Linked DNA regions of Mus musculus: regions 2, 3, 4, 5, 6 and 7 are each linked to region 1. The links are chromatin contacts, called in public HiCAR-type, HiChIP or PLAC-seq and promoter capture Hi-C maps. All regions are on one chromosome and are shown on one strand. The core of a region is the stretch at or near the end of the contact, and the rest is flanking DNA. Distances in the headings are between cores, read along the strand shown.

Region 1 (2,808 bases), core at 228-2,727:
TTGTGGCTCCCTTTTACCTTCCGTGCCACCTGTGGTCAAATCTTAGTGGACAAAAGGAGAGGCTGCTGTTTAGTTGCTAGGGTGCTTGATTGACCCCTGGCAATATATAAACGATGTATGATGGCACACGCCAATCATCTTAACCTTAGTTCTCAGGAGGTAGAGGTGGGAGGGTCAAAAGTTCAAGGTCATCTTTGGCTACCCAGTGAATTTGATATCAGATCTTATCTCCAAAGGAAAAAAAAAAGTCAAGAACTTTTCTTATTCTGCTCTTACATAAAGTATGAACGTCCAGTCAGTTTCAGCACAATAACAGATTTCCTGGAGTTTTTATAATTTAATAAACACATCCTTAGTACAAGTCTTAGTTAAGTGACTGTTTCATAGAATGCTGGTCTTTCTCAAAAGATACTTTCTAAGAACTATATTCTAAATTAAAATAAGTGTGACAGAGTTGCTTATACAGTGTGATCAAGAAAGCTGATCTTTGTGGTGGTGAACAATTCTAAACAAATGGATATATAGAGAGGTATTGTCCAAAACAACTATAAAGCAGCCACATATGTTGATTTCTGAGTAAGCAGAAAAGAGTGAGCATTAGGCGTATTAATACTTATAATCTTGGTGGAGAGCTAGCATCCACAGGCAGAAGATATAAAGTATCTACATAAATTACTTCATCAGTGCTGTAGTCGATCCCTATTTTAGATAGTTGATGAAAAAACAAATTTTAGAAATATTTCTTCCCACTTTGCTAATAAAGATGGGTCCTGCTCCCTAGGCATTTATTTGCTTGCCTTTCCCTAGACCCCACCCAGCCTTCCAAACTCAACAAATTTCTGGTGTTGATCGCTCTCTGCTCATAGTAAACAATTGACTTTGTGCTCCTTTTCAGCTATGCAGAATTTAATAAGCAAACAAGTACCTATCTGGGAAGCGCAAAGCACAGACTTCAAAGATCCTGTAATCTGATATTATTACTGTCGTTCTGTCTCGAGGACCCAAATTGGTGTTTTCATTATTTCCTATCTCCTCCATGTGACAGATTTGGTTTTTTGGCGCTCCTGACAGCTAAATTAATCTCTCTCCAAATATTAGACTGGCTCTTTGTTATATCCCGTTTAAGTCACTATGCCAAATCTTCACAGGGTCTCTAAAGTGCTTAGCTTGCTTTTCCAATGGGTTCGCTTCCTCTTCCCCACTGTCTCACAGGCTCTCCTTTCTCTTCCTTAGGTCTTTTTTTTTTTTTTTTTTTTTTAAACTCTCTTACTTATGAGGGGGTATTTAAATTCCAACCCGGAACTTGGGATCGTGCGCCTTGGATGACGGGAGTCGTAGTTTCTGTGACTTCTGGGTAACCGCCTTTCAGGCCGATCCCTGCCCTTCACGAAACCCCACAAATCCCAGAATGCACTCTGGCGGGCCCGCCCCCGGTGCGCAGGCGCCCTGGGGCCGCAGGATTTGAATCGGCGGCGTTGTTATTGACGCCATATTGGGGCCGGCGGCGGGTGGCAGAGTTGTTCCGTGGAGAAGAGAGGGTCGAGTGCATTGCTTAGCTCTGTACGGCCGGGCTACCTCGCAGCTCCCGCGCGTGGCCGCCACTCACGAGCTTCCGTCTGCACCGGCGTGTCGGAGATCGCGTCTGGGTCGCGCCACTGGCCGGGTCCACTTCCGAAGGGAGCGGGTCTCCGCGCAGGAGCCCCGGCGCGCTCAGCCCGAGCGCACGGCGGGGGCGGCCCGGCCTCTCGGGAGCGGCCCCGAGCCGGCGGCGCGACCCTCGCGCCTCGCCCGCCTGCCCTGTCGCGGCTCCGCCGTCCCGGGCCCCACACCCACCGGGCACCTCGGAGGGCCCGTTTGCCCCCGTCCTTCCCGGCCCCGCCCGAGCCGAGCCTCGGCCGCCCGCCACCATGGCGTGCGGAGCCACTCTGAAAAGGACTCTGGATTTCGACCCGCTGCTGAGCCCCGCATCTCCGAAGCGGAGGCGGTGCGCGCCTTTGTCGGCGCCGGCTTCGGCTGCCGCCTCCCCTGCCGCCGCCACCGCCGCCGCCGCCGCCTCGGCCGCGGCCGCCTCGCCGCAGAAGTATCTCCGGATGGAGCCTTCCCCCTTCGGCGACGTCTCTTCCCGGCTCACCACAGGTGGGCCTCGGCCCCGGGGCTGCCGGGGTGGGCTGCGGCCGGGAGCTTGGGTGCGGACACAAAGGGAAGGAAGGGCCTGAACCGAGGTGGGGGTGGTGTCGGCAGGTTGGGTGGGTACGAGTCGGGTTGGCCGGCATTGTGGGGGTCCCTCATTGTGAGGCAGATCATTTGGGGCTAGATCCCTAGAATCGTTTCCTTATGTAGAGCCCCAGCGGAAATGATCAGAGAGGGTGATATTATTCATAAGTCAGGCGAGAGAAGGGTCACATTTCACCCGAATCTCCGGGTCTCTTGGGCTGAATCGATTGGTTGCAGCTATTAACTCAGTGACTGAGTGGTTTGAGGCGAGAAGGCAGCCCCTCCTCCATTTTAGACTTGGCTGGTTTTAGTATAGAAGGGGTGGGGTTTGGAGGGGGATGGATGTCACTGGGGCGAGTTGTAGGCCTGTCATTAATCACCCACAAGAACGCCACTTTGGCTGAGTCAAGACCTGTTTCCCTAGCAGGGTCAACAACAAAGCAAATGTTCTTCCCGAGTACTGTAATGTGATCTCACTATGCGTCCAGTCCTTAAGAGATCCTGAACTTTTAATGAAAAGGAAGGTGTACTTCAAATTGAGACTGACTAGTTTATTTGTAAATGCTTTAGTTATCCCAATGAAGTATGTTGGGA
Region 2 (2,808 bases), core at 200-2,699, 1.9 Mb before region 1:
CTAGATAGTTCATAAGCCTAGAGGTAAAACTACTACTATGATTCTGCAAAGGCCAATAAAATACTCATCACGACATAGCGCTATACCCCTAAATCACTGCATTATTCAAGACTCATCAGAGAAACTTCTTACAGTAGGAAGCAACTAACAATGGGCAGAGAGTGAATCTTTGGAGCACTTAGCCCTAAATGGGACGCCTTCATCAAACCCTTTGCCTCAAGGATCAGGGACCCATTACCCAAAAGGAGGCAGAGAGACTCTCAACAGCCAGAGGTGGCGGATGACTCCAAGAACTGTGTCATCCAAGGAACAGACACAACAGGACTAATAAATATATGAATGCAGAGGCCGATAACCCTCATAAGACCCGTTGGGGTTCAAGCCTGAGGAGGTATTTGCAGTTGAATTCAACCTGCAGAGAAAGGAGACAGCAGTTTTCTTTAGTAGAGTGGCACTGGTCTATCAGCCAGACTTTGGGGAAGGGACAATACCCAGGAGTAGTTGACCAATATAAATTGAATTCCATGTTTTTGTGTCTGAGCTTTTTGTTTCGTTTTGTATTGTCTTGGCTTTGTTTGTTTTTTCTTACTGGTTTCTTTTTTGTTTCTTTTTCCTTTTTTCTTTCTTTTTTTGAGAAAGAGAACATGAAGTTCGGTGGGTAAGGAGGTGGGATCAGAGATGCGTTCGGGTAGGGGAAAAACGATAAAAATAATTTATTGTATATATATATGTATATATATATATATATATATATATTTTTTTTTTTTTTGGTTTGGTTTTTCGTGACAGGGTTTCTCTGTGTAGCACTGGCTGTCCTGGAACTCACTCTGTAGACCAGGCTGGCCTCGAACTCTGAAATCCACCTGCCTCTGCCTCCCAAGTGCTGGGATTAAAGGCGTGCGCCACCACGCCCGGCTTTACATAAAAAAGTTTAATACGGAAAAACAAAAACAAAAACCTTCTTCTATCCCGCTGAATTAGTAATTCTACGCTACGTTCACCATCCAGGATGGCATCTTAAAGGTCAGATCTTAGCGCTGTCTAGCGCGCAGCTGACACAATTTATACACTAAAGACCTCAAGCCTTCTCCACTTGCTCTCAGCCAAAACAGCTAGGAGCCTCCACCTTTACTTTCCCTTTCATTAGCGTCTCCCAGACCCGCCCCACTTCCGCTCTGGTGACGTCTTTTCCGCGGAGAAACCCCGCCCCGTTGTCACTGAGGTCACGGCCCGCCCACTTCCCTTCGGAGCCACAGAAGAGTAAGTACCAGAGTTTGGCGCCAACTGGAATCTTTTTTTCCGCCTTCAATGGCGGGAACTGGCTGTGTGCGCCGAGACGTGCTTTGCGTCTTATCTAATTGGTTGTCGGCGCTCGGTCCCGCCCTGGCGTCCTTACCGTGAGCTGCGATTGGTGGAGACGGCGGAGCGCCTGGCGTCCGGACAGCGGCCGCTGTGCGGGGCTGGCCGGCCGGGTAAGTTCCTGAGGGCCTGTCGCGGGGCTGCTGGGGAGAGGCAGCGGGGTGCCGCCTGGGATGGCTTACGCTCTGGGCGAAGGGTTGTGCCTGGCTGGGCCTCGAGGAGCCAGCTGCCGTCCTCGGGGAGCGCCCCTCGGAGCGTCTCGGGGGGCGCTGGGGCGAGCACCCGGAACATCGCCGGGTCTACAGCGCGCCCCTCCCCTCCCCCACCCGTGTCTCCCAAGTCCCTACTGCCGAGCTCTCGGTGAGTGTGGAGAAGGGGCTGTCCCGAGGGTCGGGCGATCAGTGACAGGGGCAGTTTCCCAAGCTGAAAGCTTGAGAGAAGAAGTTGTTTATGTGCTCTCCGCAGCGCCTCGAACCATCCCTGACATGGGAATGTAGAATTCTCAGGAAGCATTAGTGCTTCAAGGATCCTCTTGGCGGTCTTTTCTCGCCACACCAACACCAAACTTCTCGCTGAAGGCCTTTCTCCTATGAGCTTCAACCCCGCCTTGGAAGGGACTAGGCCACTAGGCAAGACTTCTTGGCTCTGTTACCATACCCCAAATTATTTTTTTTCCATAGTATTTCCTGCCATCTTACGGGATATGTCCAGAGATTTATGTTTTAAGGGGTGTTTTTGATTTTTGACATCTGACTGGAATTTATCCCAGCTCTCCACTTTCTAGCTGTTGGCTGCAGCAGATTTTCTAATTGGCTCTGTTAGGTTCCTCATCTATTTAGACGGGATAAGGAATAATATAGACTTGATAGGAGCTTCAGGATAATTTAAAGGAGTACTTAGCGCACTTATATCAATACTTGACTTGTGTAATGTATGCTGCTTTTCATGCCTGTCTCATCCTCAGAACCTAGAGTGAGATTTGCCTCTTAGCTTTTGCCTGGTTGTTTTCCTTCTACAAATGTATGCTTTTGTGTATTGAAAAATTTGAACTTCATACTGCTTTCAGAAAAGATTAGATGACCCCTTTCTCTATGCATTTGCTTATGAATCTGTTGAAGCTGTTTATCCTTCCAGATAATGGTTATCAACCTGTAAAATTTTTAAAGAACATTTTGGTGCTAGGGACTGGCCTTTTCAAAGCTGTGAGGACTGCACACTACTGAGCAACCTTCCTAGCCCAGCAGCTGTTATTAATCAATCATTAGCTTCTTGGTTTTTAAAACTTGGCCTCTGCATGTTTCAAAGGTGTACCACTCCTCTCAGTAGTAACTCAGATGGGAGATGAGAAGAAGTATAGAAAGATCTCTCTCACTCCTCTACCTTTCATATTCTCTCTCTCTCTTTCTTCTCCTATCTTCCCACCCTGGGAGACTCACTGACTTGTAATTT
Region 3 (2,808 bases), core at 175-2,674, 1.9 Mb before region 1:
CAATAAAGAGAAACGTCAATGGTGCAAGTGTACGAGTGTACACTCCTGAATCCCCTGTTTCATCGAGCATCAAAAACCATCAATCTTAGTTCTTTTCTCTTCTTTTCTGTTTTTTTGAGATAGGGTTTCTCTGTGTAACCCCGGCTGTCCTGGAACTCACTCTGTAGACCAGACTGGTCTTGAACTCAGAAATCTGCCTGCCTCTGCCTTCCAAGTGCTGGGATTAAAGGCATACACCACTGGCCGGCTAGTCCTTTTCTTGTACTTTATTCTGTATCCATATCCTCTGCATCTGATTGGATCCCTGGATTTTATTTCATTTTTGGTGTGACACTTTCCACAATATACCAATCTGCTGCTGCTCTGGGGGTTGAATGCCTTTCTGGGTGTTCATTGTTAGTGCCTCCACAGCTGGAAGAAGCTTCCTTTCTCTGCACTTAGAGTAAACTTTTATCCAAGTTCTTTGGGTGGGTTTCAGAGATTGAAATCAGTTTGCCAGACTTAGGGGAAAGCATCTTTTAACTGCTGAGTCATCTAGTCAGTTCTCACCACCAAAAAGCAAAGCAGCCAGGTGTTAAAGTCACGCCTTCAATCCCAGCCCTGGGGAGGCAGAGGCAGGCGGATCTCTGAGGTCAGAGGCCTGCCCTGTCTACAGAGCAAGTTCCAGGACAGCCAGGGTTACAAAGAAATCCTATCTCAAAAAAACAAAACAAAACAAAAACTGGTGTGTGTGTTGTGTGCCACATGTATGTATGTATGTATGCCACAGAGGCCAGAAGAGGGCGTTTTATCTCATAGAGATGGAGTTACAAATGGTTGTAAGCTGCACTATGCTGGTAATGGGCTTCTTTATTGTCAATCCCTCTCAATATATTTTGTTTGACATCATTATAGGTTTAACTTGTTCGTGACCTTCATCTTAACAATTCTAACTTTGTGCACTCCGCAGCCTTTCTGGAATCATTATTACTACGGGGAGTATGCGCGAAGTGTGTGAAGGCCCACACGTGCCATGGTGTAAAATAGAGGTCACAAATCAAACTCTGGGCATCAGGCTTGCATTACAAGAGCTTTTAGCCGACTAAGGCATCTCACTAACTCCTACTCTTTTTTTAATTAAGCAATTATTTCCAGGATTTGTAAGAATACTTCAGGGCCATTTTTCTCAAAAGGTCACTCTTTTTATGGGCAACAATCTTGGACAGCGAATCCGCTTATCTTTCACACAGGACCTGTGTTGATACAGAGTAAGTCACTGTGCGCTTAGGTCGCACGCGCCGGCAGCTCCTCGTTTGGCGACGCGAATTTCACTCTCAGAAGGATCAGTCAACCGGCTAACCTCAAAAGCTACTTCCGCTTCCCTTCCTACTAGCAGTGGCGCGGCAGTGACGCATTTCCGCCCACGGGGGCGTGGCAGTAGTCGCGCCGCCGCGGGTTGATGACGCAACGTGAATTCCTTCACCACGTGTGTGTCTGCTTGCCGGCTTTCGGGGGTCTTCTTGCCGTCGTGGGTTTTCGGCCGTCACCCCGCGGCCCCGTGGCCGCGGCCGGAGACTATGGAGCACCTCTCTGTGGAGCTGGTATCCGGGCCGCTGCGGCTAATCGCCGCCAAGAACGAGAAGAGCAGCGGCGAGCTGAACAGGTTCCTGGCCAAGTCGGTGAGCGTGGGCGAAGGGAGGCGGGCCCGGGTCGCGGAGCGCCGAGTCCCGGGAAAGGGCCTTTGTTTTTCGGGGTCAGCTTCCATTTCCTCGCCCCCTGCCCGGCGCTCAGGCCCTGGTGGAGTTCATGCCCTTCAGGAATCGGCGCGGTTGGTTTTTCTGCGAGGCTGCTTCTGTCCGCCTCCCCACCCCCCAGACACGTGCTTTTCCTTCCCTTTCCCCACCCCTCGGATGCTTTTAAGGATGCTTTTCTTTACTTTGACCCTTTGGCCCACTGACGAACATCCATAGTATTTTTTCTGGGCGTCTCAATACACCACTGAGGAGACGCAAAAATCTTGTCTCTACACCCGGGGAGTTCGCGTCTTCTTCGGTGACCGTTCATAACAAACAGCTGAAGGTTTTAACAAGACAGTTAAATTGGGAGATGAAAGACTTTTTAAATTTTATTTTTTTTATTTTTATTTTTTTTACCAAATGAGTCATGTGTTTTCAAGAGCTTTGCCGTATTGGCTTTTGCCTGAGTTGAGCATCCTTACTAGACAAGTTTTCACTTTGCGTTTTAATTTCTTTCTAAGTTTCCTTACCTGCTCTGTCTGTAAGCTTGAGTCAAGAGAGACGTGATTTTAATTTTGTAAAACTCTCAGCCAAGAGTGCATAAAGTACATACACACTCCATTGTTTTAGCAGTCAACAGCAGTGTAGCCCATCCAGTGGTTCGCAACCTGTGGGTCGCCTAAGACCAGCATATTTACATTACGATTCATAACAGTAGCAAAATTACAGTTATGAGTTAGCAACGAAAATAATTTTATGATTTGGGGTTACCACAAAATGAGGAACTGTATTGAAGGATTGTAGCATTAGGAAGGTTGAAAGTCACTGTTGTAGATGAATGAACCTGAGCCATTTGCAGCATTGTAGAATTCGCCAGAGAAAATTCTGAGAGTTTTTCCCGAGGTGTTGAACCTACTTTCTGTCACTGAATTACACCCTTAGCCAAAAGGCATCTTGTTTGTTTTTTCCTTTTGAGATAACATCTCTATTATGTAGCTCTGTATGTCTCCGAGTTCACTGTGTAGACCAGGTTGGCCTCTACATAGACTGCTAGGATTCAAGGCAGGTGTCAAGACCAGCTTGGCTCAAAAGG
Region 4 (2,808 bases), core at 175-2,674, 1.6 Mb before region 1:
CTGTGTGAGGGTGTTGGGTTCACTAGAACTGGAGTTGCAGATATTTGTGAAGTTGTGGGCTGCCACGTGGGTGCTGAGAACTGGCCCTGGGTCCCCTGGAAGAGATGCCAATGCTCTTAACTGCTGAGCCATCTCTCCAGCCCCTTGGGCTAGCATTTTTATTGTGATGGTTTTGATTTTAAAAATCAGCTTTGGTTAGACTTCTCAACAATTTATAACTAACTGTTGTCTGGTGTCCAATTTTCCCTCATTTTTTTTCTCAGACTGCTCCTTCCCTCAAGCTGAGAGGGCAGAAACCCCTCCTAATTGTAATATGAATTCCTAGTTTATTTATGTTGTGTGTGTGTGTATGAACCTCAGCCCATGAAGAGGTCAGAGGACACCACGACTGGTGAGAGAGTCAGTTCCACCTTGTCACACCTTCTGCGAATCAAACTCCAATTGTCTGGTGGCAAGAGTCTGCCAGATGAGCCATCCTCTGGCCATTGTATTCTCAGGATAAAACAAAACAAAACTTACTCACCATATGCTAAGTATACAATCAGGGTAACAAAGGAAGTTAATTATCCCAACTACTCACGTAACAGATATTTTAAAGATGAGAAACCGTTAGTCAGTATCAATCTGAACACTTGGGACAACCTCGCACCTGGGTGTGATTGGTCACTGTCCAAGTTCTTTCCATTACATTCAATCAGTATCAATTTAATACACATGGCTACCACCAGCCAAGAGCCTCGCCTCACAGGAACGATGCCCGCCATAAAGCCTGATGTCAACTTCAAGGTTATGTATGATGCTTTCAGTTCACAGCTCTAACTATTAAGGCTTGAAGACGTGGGTTTTCCAGTCGCACACCTAACTGGTGGTTTCACAACTCAGTCTCATGCCATCAAAGTGGTAAACACACACACACACCTTACCACCACGTGAATTCTCTCAATGCACTTCGGGGGAAACGTTCTTGGCCAGCTTCACAAAGTACAACTCCTTTTGGATCAGCCATAATGATCCCCCTTCTCTCCAGCTCCCCAAATCTACAGGAAGCGATACATTTCAATGCCCTAGGCAAGTAAGAGAATCCTGAGCCCGAAAGGCGGCGCACAAGGCCCTAAGGCCCCGCGGGACCAGCCGTGCTCCAAACGACCGTGGGAACTGCCCTTGCCCTGGGCTGCGGAAGAGTTTGCAGGGCAAGCACTTCCCCACACGCGCGACGTCGAGAGCGCCCGGAGCCAGACGGCCACTAAGGAGCGCGCCCCTGCCAGCGACGCCCCCTCCCAGTGTCCCCATGAGCGCTCCTGGAGGATTACTAGCACTCGCAGGAGCCGGCGACTATGCCCAGTACCTTTCGCTCCCGCGCCGGCCGGCCGCTCCGCACGGAGCTCGCGGGCCGCTGCGCTCCTTGCCCGCAGCCGCTCGCCCCACGCTCCACCGCGCGTGGCCTGGATGCCTGAGGGCCCCGCCGGCCCCGCCCCATACTCCACGCCACGCCCCTCGGGCCACGCCCCACCCGGCTGTCCGCAGGGCTACAGCGCCCCGCAGCGGCCGCTGGTCATTGCACACGATCCTCCCGAACCGCACATCCCGGAGGTGCGGGGTGGCTCCCACTGGGACCCACGAGCAGCGGGAGGACACCCGCGCTGAGGGCTGTTTCCTCAGCGGCATCGGGCACCAGGCGCACCAATTGGATGGACTGAGCGGAGAACCCTCCAGCCCTCCACCTGTGGCCGGCTTTCTGGAGCCGATGGAAACCGAGGAAGCTGCTGCAAAGAGAGGGTCGGGCATCCTCTCTCCCGCTGCTGCCTGGTGAAGGACCAGCAGGGACATCAGTCCTCACCCGCGGGTTCCAAGTACGCCTTACATACTGTTGTCTTGACTGTTTTTGTCTCTCACTGCCACAGCTACTTTTTCAGTACCTAAAAGAGCTCCCCGGGCAGCATAAACTAGGGGGTTACACTCCAACAAATGTCTGCAACATCTGGCCTATGTGAGCCTGCCTCAAGAAGAAAAGAAAAAGAACAACTTACTGAGCGATTTAGGAGTGTGGTAAGCCTGGAGCCTAATGTAAACAAAAGGTTACTTCAAAGAATGTGTTTATTTCAAATTCATAGCAGTCCCAATGACCAGGCTCAGATAATCAATGCTATTTCCAGCCTTATATGAATGCCATTCTACTCAAGAAAAATCTCATGGGGTTGGCTGCTCAGGACTTAGTGGGTAAAGTGCGCTCTGATGAAGCATGAGAACCCAAATTCAAATCCCTCAGCACCGATATACATATAAATGCAAGCAAGAAAGTTAACACACATACATGCACACATGCAGGCATGCATGCGCGCGCATGTGCATGCTCTCTCTCTCTCTCTCACGCACGCGCACACGCACACGCGCACACGCACACACACACACACACGATCTGATGACAAATGAGTGATGGAACCTTTTGCTCACAGAGGTGGAGAGGTCAGCAGGTAGAACGGTGAACATGACGCTTCGATCTTACCTGAGGCTGGTGATAAATTTACGGTGAAGCGATTTTTTTTTTTCACACCCTCTCTGGAATATAGCTGGGTTTCAAGGAGAGAACCTCCTTTTCCTTAGAGTATCTGTTTCCTTTTGCCTCCTGAAAGCTTCAAACAGGAGACACTCCAAAACCCCCTCCCCGCCCACCCTAGAAGAGAGTTAAGCACTTGATCCTCCGAAACTATTTGGGAATGCTCCCCCACTCTGCGCCCCCTACCACCCTCGCCGCCACCACCACCACCACCCACCACCCACCCCCAACCCCCGTCCGCCGTTCCCTCCCAG
Region 5 (2,808 bases), core at 109-2,608, 1.4 Mb before region 1:
TCCAGGGTCTCACGGCCCTCCTCCCCAAACAACACAGAAACCTAGAGGCCACAAGAGATAAATTGTTTGTTGCAGAGGATTACATTACTGCCACTGGCGGGTGAGCCGAGCTGAGTTGTGACATATAACCTTGCTCACAGAATTAAATACACTATCCTAAAGAGTAAACACAAGATCGGACCTGCCCAAGACAGACATGCACGACATTTTCCTGCTTAAAGAACCGAGACGCCTGTTTAATATGAAATAAAATGTACACTTAAATATGAACCTATCTACGTAGTAAATGTTTTGTTAGCTTCTCCGTTAGTTCTGCTCTTTAGTGGTTTGGCAGCCTGGTAGTTCTAAACACTGAAATTTACTATACAAATACCAATTATTCAAATCAAAATCTTTTGTTTGTTAAGTCTCCATTTATTTCCTCCAGATAGCACACGACCCAATGAGCAAACTGCAGCTGTCTGCCACCAAAAATAACCGGTCTGGTACTCCGACTGGTCTGGCACTCCGGGCTGGATCCGGCACGCCCCGCGCTGGCCCGGAGTGGCTCACCTTGACCGGCGGCGGCGCAGCGATGCTCTCCAGCGCAGCCCGCAGGCCGAGCGCCGCAGCCACCCCGACCTCGGCGATGAGGTTGTGGCCGCAGGCGTGGCCCAGGGCTGGCAGCGCGTCGTACTCGCACAGGAAGGCCACCTGCAGCGCGCGGGGCCCCGCCGCGGACTCCGGCGGCGCCCACTCGGCACGGAAGGCGGTGGGGAGCCCGAAGTGCGGCTGCACCGCCCACGAGGCGGCCGGCGGCTCGCACTCGAAGAAGCGCGTGAGCTCGCCGTGCGCGCGGTGCTCTTCGTAGGCCAGCTCGGGCGCGCTCCAGATGGCGCGGCTCAGCGCGCCCAGGCGCTCGGCCGCCTCGTCGATGCGCTCGGCCGCTCGCCGTTTCAGCAGCTCCAGCTCGGCGGCGCTGCTCGTGCCGGGCTCGGCCGGCCGCTCCACCACCGGACCCATGGCGCGGGCGTGCTGCGGTCTCTCCTCGTCCGCCCTCTGCGAGGCTCGGCGGCGCTCGGCTGTCTTATCTGACTTCGGCAACGCTCGGCGCCGCTCGGCAGTCCTTGCCAGTCCTATGCAACGCTCGGCGGCACCTTGGCAGCGCTTGGCCGCCCTTGGCAACGCTTAGCTGTCCTTGGCAGCCCTCCGCAAGGCTAGGCGCCTCGGCAGCCCTTGGCAGTCCGCACCGCTCGGCTGTCCTAATCAGTCCTCGGCCGCCCTCGGCGGCTTCGGCGACCAGCGCCCCGCGCTCGCCCACCGTACAGCACCACCCTAACTCTAACTTAACCCCCCACCCCCCAGGTCAGGAGTTGCCCTGTAGCTCCGCCCTCAAGGCTCGGCCTGGAGCTGGGGCGCCAACTCCTAAGAAGAGGAATTGTATAGGACAAGTTTTATCCAAAATTTTGATTGACAAGCCCAAGTAACATGATTTGCACAGCTTGTGTTCATAACGGGTCTAAAGTTACCCGATGAGGAAATTCAAGAAGTCATACTCTCCTTTTCCTCCAGAGTGATACAAGTTCAAAATTGTTATTGATGATACACACCTAATAATTAGTAGTCTGAGGTTTTCTTGTATTAAAAGCTTCTGCGTGTTCTTCCTATTCTACCCTCTCTTAAATTGCCACAACTAGGTCAAATAAGATACCATATATATATATATATATATATATATATATATATATATATATATATATATGATTTTTTTAAGGAGTGCACGCCTTTAATCCCAAGCATTTGGGAGGCAGAGGCAGGTGGATCTCTGAGTTCGAGGCCAGCTTGGTCTACAAAGTGAGTTCCAGGACAGCCAGGGCTATACAGAGTAAACTCGAGGGAAGTGGAAGGAATGAAGAGAAGAAAAAGGCAGACTGTAATCAATTTTTACTAGTTTATACCCTAAAACGCCAGAGTCCAGGTCACACTCTAACGTGAAAAAAACTGTCCTTAGTTAACACCCTAACCGAATGAAACTTTTCCCTAAACACAATAAATGTGATATAAATTCATGAATGGACTCACTTTCCTTTTTTAAAACTTTTTTTAACATTTTTTTGTGTTATTTTGTTTGTTTTGTCTGAATGTATGCGTGCACACCGAGTCTGGTGCCTGAGGAGGTCAGAAGAGGGCGTCAGATCGCCTGAAACGAGTTACACATGATTGCGAGCCACCCTCTGGGTGAATGGGAACTGAACCCTGGTCCTCCAGCCCCACCGTCATTTTCTTAACTTTACTCTTGTAACTCCTTTACAGGAGTCCTCCAGCATCTATGAGACTCCAGATTATTTTGCTCAGTGAACTGGCTAAAAGCCAGAATAATGTCAAAATAATAAGATCACTCACTCTGCACCAAGTGCTTTTCTGGATGTTTTAAATGTTAATACCTATTTCTCATCCCAACCTATGAGGTTTTTAGTGTGACTATTATCTTCAAATTACAGATGGGCATCCAAGATTATACAACTCACTAAGTACTGGGCACAGATTTCCACAAAAGACAACATCTAACCACTACACTTGATTGCTTGTGACATCTGAATTCACAAATCATCTATTTATATCACAATGGACACAATCATTCATCTTCAATAAATTTTTACAGCAGAGCTCTGCCAATAGCAGTGGAAATCCTGTTTGTTCTCATTAGACAGCTACACACAGGCTTGTGTATAAACTTTAGAGACAAGCTGCTATTTAGGTTGCTTGTTACAAAGTAATACTGTTGTCATCTGATGTGGTGGAAAGATAGGTAACTCTGGGCTGGGTTCC
Region 6 (2,808 bases), core at 144-2,643, 1.3 Mb before region 1:
AGCTGCTCTTACAGAGGACCTGAGTTTGGTTCTTAGCATCTTTTTGGACAGCTCATAACTGCCTCTAACTTCAGTTCCAGGGAATCTGACACCCTTTGCTGGTCTATACAGGTATCTATCTGCCCATACCCACACTCAGATTCACACATAATTAAAAGTAAATCTTTAAAACAACAACAATAAAATCCCCCTGCCTCCCCCAAATAAAACAACACTGGCAACAGAATGATGACTCAGTCCTGAGAAGCCTGTAACCACATCATTTAAACATTTTAAACAGGGAGTAGGGGTGTGTGTGTGTGTGTGTGTGTGTGTGTTTGTGTGTGTGGGTGTGTGTGGGGGTGTACTGGCTGGCTTTGTGTGTCAACTTGACACAAACAGGAGTTATCTCAGAAAGGAGCCTCCCTTGGGGAAAGGCCTCCATGAGATCCAGCTGTAAGGCATTTTCTCAATTAGTGATCAAGGAGGAGGGCCTAACCCCCTGTGGTGCCATCCCTGGGCTGGTAGTTCTAGAACTGAGCAAGCCAGGGACAGCAAGCCAGTAAGCAGCACCCCTCCATGGCCTCTGCATCAGCTCCTGCCCTGTGTGAGTTCCTGTCCTGGATTTCTTTGGTGAACAGCAATGTGGAAGTATAAGTTGAATAAACCCTTTCCTCCCCAACATGTTTCTTGGTCATGATGTTTTGTGCAGGAATACAAACCCTGACTAAGGCAGGCACCCTTACCTGCTAATCCATCTCACTCTGGTTTTTTGAGTTTGTGTTTGTTTGGTGTCTTCCCCCCTCCCCACTTTTTTTATTTCCTCCTCCTCCTTTCTCTTCCTCTCCTCCTCCTTCTCCTTCTCCCCCCCCCCCCCCCCCACCTCCTCAGGTTGTCCAGGCTGGCCTTCGTAGCAGATAGTGATGTTGAATCCCTGACCTTCCTCCTGAGTATTGGAATTACAGGCATGTGGTACAATGGTTAGCTACGTTTCTCAATAAATGCCAACTCTTCTTAAAAAGAAAAACAGGAAGGAGGGAAAAAGAGTGAGGGGAGGAGAGAGTGAGAGAGAGACTACACCCAAACTGGAATCTTGAAATTACATATTTGAAATTTAAAGTCAAAGTGAAGCTAAAGGGGCAGTGAGTGGTGACTTTTAGTTGTCAAGAATCCTCCGAGGGCACACCGAGGAAAGAAATTCCACTGGGAAAGAACTGGGTCACTCGTCACATGTTTGTTTCCAGTAAGAGTTAAACAAACTAGAAGCCAGGCTACTGCACAGCAAGGGATGTCGGCAGCTTGCCCAAGGCCAGAAATTTCCTGAATTGCAACACTTCTTGGCCAGCACCTGCCCTTTCCCTTCCTGGCAAAGTCCAGTGGGTTGTCACTCACGTCTCCCTCCCCGCAGCCAGCTGGTGGGATGTGCTCTCCTACTGGGGTGTGGCTGCTTTTAATACCAAAGTAGGCAGACAGGGCAGGAAGGCCTTGGCCATGAGGTTGCTGGCAGGAAGAAGCAGAGCGTGCATGTGACCCATCCTGCCAGACTTACACTTTGTCATCAACGTGAATCTGAGGTGTGGCTGAGACTGAGCAGTGACTGGCATGCTGTGTTGGCAGGATTTACGTGGACCCTTGAAAGTCCGAGAGTGGAGTGAGGTGAGACTGGCTGAGTCACAGTCTCTATTCAGAAGTTACTTTGTAATCGTTCTTCACTTGGTGAGCAGCCCATGAATATTCCAGACTTACACTGTGTTGGGAAACTTAAGAACTGATGTCAGGATGAAGTGCTTTTAGAATACAGCAGTGGCAGGCCAACCCAAAGTCTCCTTGGAACGGGTCATGCCTAAGACAAGGGAAGACGCTGTCAGCCATTCTCCAGCCTCTTCTATCCTGGTGCTCTCCTAACCCACCCGTTTCACGCATTGCCCACCATTTTTTTTTTCAGACTATGGTTTCACTCTATGGTCCAGAATAACTTCAACTTGTGGCATGCTCTCAGCCCCTCAAATTATGTAGGACCAACCACACTACCTGGTTCCCATGAGGCTTCTGAACTTAGTTGTGTCTTCCTGGAGTTGTACCTCTGAGAATCCTTCCAGACTTCCTACCCTGGCTCTTCCTAGTGTCACATGAACTGGGACAGTTTTTCTAGGCTGTTTGTTTGGCTTCTCCCTCTTTCCCGTTATCACATGTCCTTGTTTACTTTGGACCTCTATAGCATCTTCTCGGGTCTTCAGAGTAACCGTACAGGACATCCCCTCTTGTAACCTTATTTGTCTGTGATTTACATGTTACTTTTTGATTTCCTGGTTTTGAAACAGGTTCTCAGTAGGTAGCCCTGTCGCCTGTAGACTTGATAGGTACCCTGAGATGACCTCAAACTCATGCCAACCCTTTTGCCTTTGCCTTGTAATGTTAGGACTTACAAGTTTGCACATGACACCCAGCTATATTTCCCCTTTTTCTATTTAATTTTATGTTGGGTATTCTTTTTTCTTTTTTAAAGATTATTTATTTATTTATTTTATGTATGTGAGTACACTGTAGCTGTCTTCAGATACACCAGAAGAGGGCATCAGATCTCATTACAGATGGTTGTGAGCCACCATGTGGTTGCTGGGAATTGAACTCAGAACCTCTGGAAGAGAGCAGTCAGTGCTCTTAACTGCTGAGCCATCCCTCTAGCCCTCGGGGATTCTTTTTTTGTTTTGTTTTGTTTTGAGCTAGGCTCTCACATATCTCAGGCTGGCTTTGAACTCCTGACCTTTCTGTCTCTATTTTCCAAGTGGTAGTATTACAGGCATGCACCACCACATCCGAGTCGTCTTT
Region 7 (2,808 bases), core at 177-2,676, 1.2 Mb before region 1:
GTCTCGGCATTAGGAAGGTTGAGAACCACTAACCCATCGGATCAGGAATGGCTTGGCTCTCTGCCATTGATTAGTGTCATAGTTTGGGGTTCCATTGCTGTGAAGTCACACCATGACCAGGACAACATTTAATTGTAGCTGACTTACAGGTTCAGATGTTCAGTCCATTATCATAAAGGCATGAAACATGGCAGTATCCAGGCAAACATGGTGCTGGAGAAAGCTGAGAGTTCTATGTCTTGATCCAACTGCGGCTAGGAGGAGACTGTCTCTGCCAGACTTGATCATGTGCGAGCGTGCGTGCGTGCGCGCACGCGTGCACACACACACACACACACACACACACGCACGCACACACACAGAGACCTCAAAGCCCACCCCACAGTGACACACTTCCTCTAACAAGGCTACACCTCCTCCAATAAGGCCATACTTAACAGTGCCCCTTCCCATGGGCAAAGCACAGTCAAACCACCACAATTAGCAATCAAGAAAATGCCCAATAGACAGGGCCACAGGTCAATTAGGTCCTCAATCGAGGTTTCCTCTTCTCAGGCATGTCAAGTTGATGACTGAAGGGATTATAAGGAAGAACCAGCTTGCTCCTAGTGGCCCACAACCAAGCTTATAGCTACAGCTTTTCATATGGTGTTTTAAATCTCAAGAATGGGCGAAGCCGGGTGTGGTGGCGCAAGCCTTTGATCCCAGCACTCGGGAGGCAGAGGCAGGTGGATTTCTGAGTTCGAGGCCAGCCTGGTCTACAAAGTGAGTTCCAGGACAGCCAGGACTATACAGAGAAACCTTGTCTCGAAAAACCAAAAAAAAAAAAAAAAAAAAAAAAAAAAAAAAGGTGAAAACCAGCAATAAACAAAACAAACAAACACCACATCAAAACCATCTGCTCCAGAAATGATAGTCTTAAGGCTTCTGGAACTAATTTTTGATGTTTTATGGGTCGTCGGAAGCACGTCCCCTACACTTCGCCAAAAAAAGAAAACTCATTTATAATAACCTAGACTCTGGTTTTCCGGACTTTTTGATGCAGGTAAAGGGAGGATTCTCAAATGACCCAGATCCAGCAGAGACATCAAATTTGAGCTATGATTAACGGAAAAGCACTTTTTCACCTGTGAAATACCCTTCTGAATGTAGCAGGTCAGTCCACAGGTGGAAAGAAGCTTGGATTCCTTCTACTTTGGGGGTTTCTCCGGTTTAGATGGAAAAAAAGAGACACCAGTCATTAGAGTACTCACAAAGGCAAAACAGGGGCGGGGCGTGGCAGAGGCCGGCGCCCTGAGATACAGGGGCGGGGCTGAAGGGGGCGGGCCAGGTGGAACCGCCTATCTAGTTCTCAGCAGCTTCCCCTCCCTCACTTGGGCGGGGCTTCCATTTCGCCTGACCTCGGAAGAAAGGGGGCGGGCCCTTTGGGGCGGAAGTCGCAGTGCATTGTGGGTTCGCCGGGAGCCGCGGAGTCGAACCTGAATGAAAGTGGCGCGCCGCTGAGGACCCGGGTAGAGCTGCTGCCGTTGGGGTCCGGGCTGGTTTGCTGTGGAGCTATCGGCGAGGCGGCACAGACATGGCTTACAACAAGATCCCGCCGCGGTGGCTGAACTGTCCGCGGCGCGGTCAGCCGGTGGCAGGTACCCGGGAGGGGGCTGCGGGAGGGTTCGAATCTCACTGCGCCGGCCGGGCCTGGGGGACCGCGCGCTTGGTGGTCGCCAGTCGGGACTCCCGCAAGGCGGAGGAGTGAGGACCGGAGGTGGACCAGACGCTTCTAGAGCTTAAAGTTTGTGAACCTCTTTGTGATATTTTGGAGACTGGGTCTCGCTGTCTTGGCGAGACTTGTTTTCGGAAAGAGAGTAGCTGGGTGTGAGCCTGGAAATTGAAGGAAAGCTTAAAGAGACGCGAGGCTGGATAGCGGGGGACTTTTGGTTTTGTTATTAAAAATTGACTTTTTGCGGAATGTTGCCATCTTGAGTTTGACGTATAGTGGACTCATCCCCGAACTTGCGAGCTGGGATTATAGGCTCGGGTCACTGCTTGGCTAAAAGAACAGTGACTTCAAAGTGTACAGTTTGATAGTTTTGGACCACACACATGTATTCCAGGGAATACACATGAAATAACGGAGGCACAGTTCTCTGAATCCGTGGAGACATCGCACATGGTAACTTTAAAGGACCAGGCTCCACAGTTACCAGCAACCGGGTTAGATAGCAATTAGGAACTTTGTCTGCTGGACCTAGAAGCCAAAAACATTTTTGTGATTAAAATTGAGGAAGGAATACAAGTTCTGTTTTCACAGGATTTACTCAGCTATAGAGTAATTATCGGGCAGGTGTTTGCAAAGATCTGCTAAGTCTCCTTATCGGAGTTATGAGACATAAGCGTTTCCTTTCTCTCTTTTTAGCTATCTGAACACCAGGCAAAATACAGTGAGCTGTGGCTCCCTATTGAGGAGCTAGCTGGTACCCACACTCTCTTAGAAGCCCACACCCTTGCTTTCTGGTTGTCTTTATTCTGAGTGACTCTCTTTTTCTTTTCTTTCTTTCTTTTTTCTTTTTTTTTTTTTTGTTTTGTTTTGTATTTTTTCGACACAGGGTTTCTCTGTATAGCCCTGGCTGTCCTGGAGCTCACTTTGTAGACCAGGCTGGCCTCGAACTCAGAAATCCGCCTGCCTCTGCCTACCGAGTGCTGGGATTAAAGGCGTGTACCACGCCCGGCTTTTTCTTAACTCTTGAGCTAAAACCTGTATATTAAAACTGTAACTTTTTGTTTTAAAGCTGTGCTGGGTAACACAAAGCAGGA

Evidence for each region. Promoter capture Hi-C pulls out the DNA fragments that hold promoters and counts their contacts. HiCAR-type assays count read pairs that join an accessible place to other places. HiChIP or PLAC-seq counts read pairs in DNA pulled down with a chosen protein or histone mark. Capture Hi-C pulls out chosen DNA fragments and counts their contacts.
Region 2: a promoter capture Hi-C map of adipose tissue shows a contact between it and region 1, with 4 times the contacts expected there. The contact joins the promoter of Casp8ap2 here to the promoter of Akirin2 in region 1. A contact is called at or near these places in 3 of 39 promoter capture datasets (hippocampal neurons and liver), 1 of 484 Hi-C or Micro-C datasets (uterus), 1 of 115 datasets of contacts at active chromatin or transcription factors (astrocytes) and 2 of 9 other capture datasets (adipose tissue and liver).
Region 3: a promoter capture Hi-C map of liver shows a contact between it and region 1, with 8 times the contacts expected there. The contact joins the promoter of Mdn1 here to the promoter of Akirin2 in region 1. A contact is called at or near these places in 5 of 39 promoter capture datasets (cranial neural crest, erythroid cells, hippocampal neurons and 1 more), 1 of 484 Hi-C or Micro-C datasets (B cells) and 1 of 9 other capture datasets (adipose tissue).
Region 4: a contact with region 1 is called in a HiCAR-type map of astrocytes, with 5 times the contacts expected there. The contact joins the promoter of Ankrd6 here to the promoter of Akirin2 in region 1. A contact is called at or near these places in 1 of 39 promoter capture datasets (hippocampal neurons) and 1 of 115 datasets of contacts at active chromatin or transcription factors (astrocytes).
Region 5: a contact with region 1 is called in a HiCAR-type map of astrocytes, with 5 times the contacts expected there. The contact joins the promoter of Pm20d2 here to the promoter of Akirin2 in region 1. A contact is called at or near these places in 3 of 39 promoter capture datasets (hippocampal neurons and liver) and 2 of 115 datasets of contacts at active chromatin or transcription factors (astrocytes and forebrain).
Region 6: a contact with region 1 is called in a promoter capture Hi-C map of liver, with 4 times the contacts expected there. The contact joins the enhancer-like site here to the promoter of Akirin2 in region 1. A contact is called at or near these places in 4 of 39 promoter capture datasets (erythroid cells, hippocampal neurons and liver), 1 of 484 Hi-C or Micro-C datasets (myocytes) and 4 of 115 datasets of contacts at active chromatin or transcription factors (the NIH/3T3 cell line, cardiomyocytes, large pre-B cells and 1 more).
Region 7: a contact with region 1 is called in an H3K27ac HiChIP or PLAC-seq map of extraembryonic endoderm stem cells, with 12 times the contacts expected there. The contact joins the promoter of Rngtt here to the promoter of Akirin2 in region 1. A contact is called at or near these places in 18 of 39 promoter capture datasets (the 3T3-L1 cell line, 3T3-L1-derived adipocytes, the C10 cell line and 12 more), 6 of 484 Hi-C or Micro-C datasets (CD4 T cells, erythroblasts, muscle stem cells and 3 more), 16 of 115 datasets of contacts at active chromatin or transcription factors (acute myeloid leukemia, astrocytes, cardiomyocytes and 11 more) and 3 of 9 other capture datasets (adipose tissue, liver and pancreatic islet).

Annotation. Positions count from the first base shown.
Region 1 is chr4:34,549,138-34,551,945 of GRCm38.p6, forward strand. It overlaps Akirin2 (akirin 2), which reads left to right and starts at 1,478. Exons shown (of 5, transcript NM_001007589.3): 1 at 1,478-2,136. The coding sequence starts at 1,908.
Region 2 is chr4:32,614,021-32,616,828 of GRCm38.p6, forward strand. Casp8ap2 (caspase 8 associated protein 2) reads left to right here and starts at 1,450. Exons shown (of 11, transcript NM_001122978.2): 1 at 1,450-1,472.
Region 3 is chr4:32,655,695-32,658,502 of GRCm38.p6, forward strand. Mdn1 (midasin AAA ATPase 1) reads left to right here and starts at 1,425. Exons shown (of 102, transcript NM_001081392.1): 1 at 1,425-1,658. The coding sequence starts at 1,557.
Region 4 is chr4:32,949,402-32,952,209 of GRCm38.p6, forward strand. It overlaps Ankrd6 (ankyrin repeat domain 6), which reads right to left and starts at 1,425. Exons shown (of 16, transcript NM_001012451.1): 1 at 1,346-1,425.
Region 5 is chr4:33,188,379-33,191,186 of GRCm38.p6, forward strand. It overlaps Pm20d2 (peptidase M20 domain containing 2), which reads right to left and starts at 1,359. Exons shown (of 7, transcript NM_001034867.2): 1 at 553-1,359. The coding sequence starts at 1,002.
Region 6 is chr4:33,260,093-33,262,900 of GRCm38.p6, forward strand. No RefSeq gene overlaps it. Among named protein-coding and RNA genes, the nearest start is that of Pnrc1, 13 kb to the left of the region's middle. Within about 2 kb of position 1,394, at least 210 of the 459 cell types and tissues checked have an H3K27ac peak or open chromatin away from gene starts, as enhancers often do. A contact at or near this core is called in the NIH/3T3 cell line, cardiomyocytes, erythroid cells and 2 more, where this site is marked.
Region 7 is chr4:33,308,885-33,311,692 of GRCm38.p6, forward strand. Rngtt (RNA guanylyltransferase and 5'-phosphatase) reads left to right here and starts at 1,427. Exons shown (of 16, transcript NM_011884.3): 1 at 1,427-1,640. The coding sequence starts at 1,577.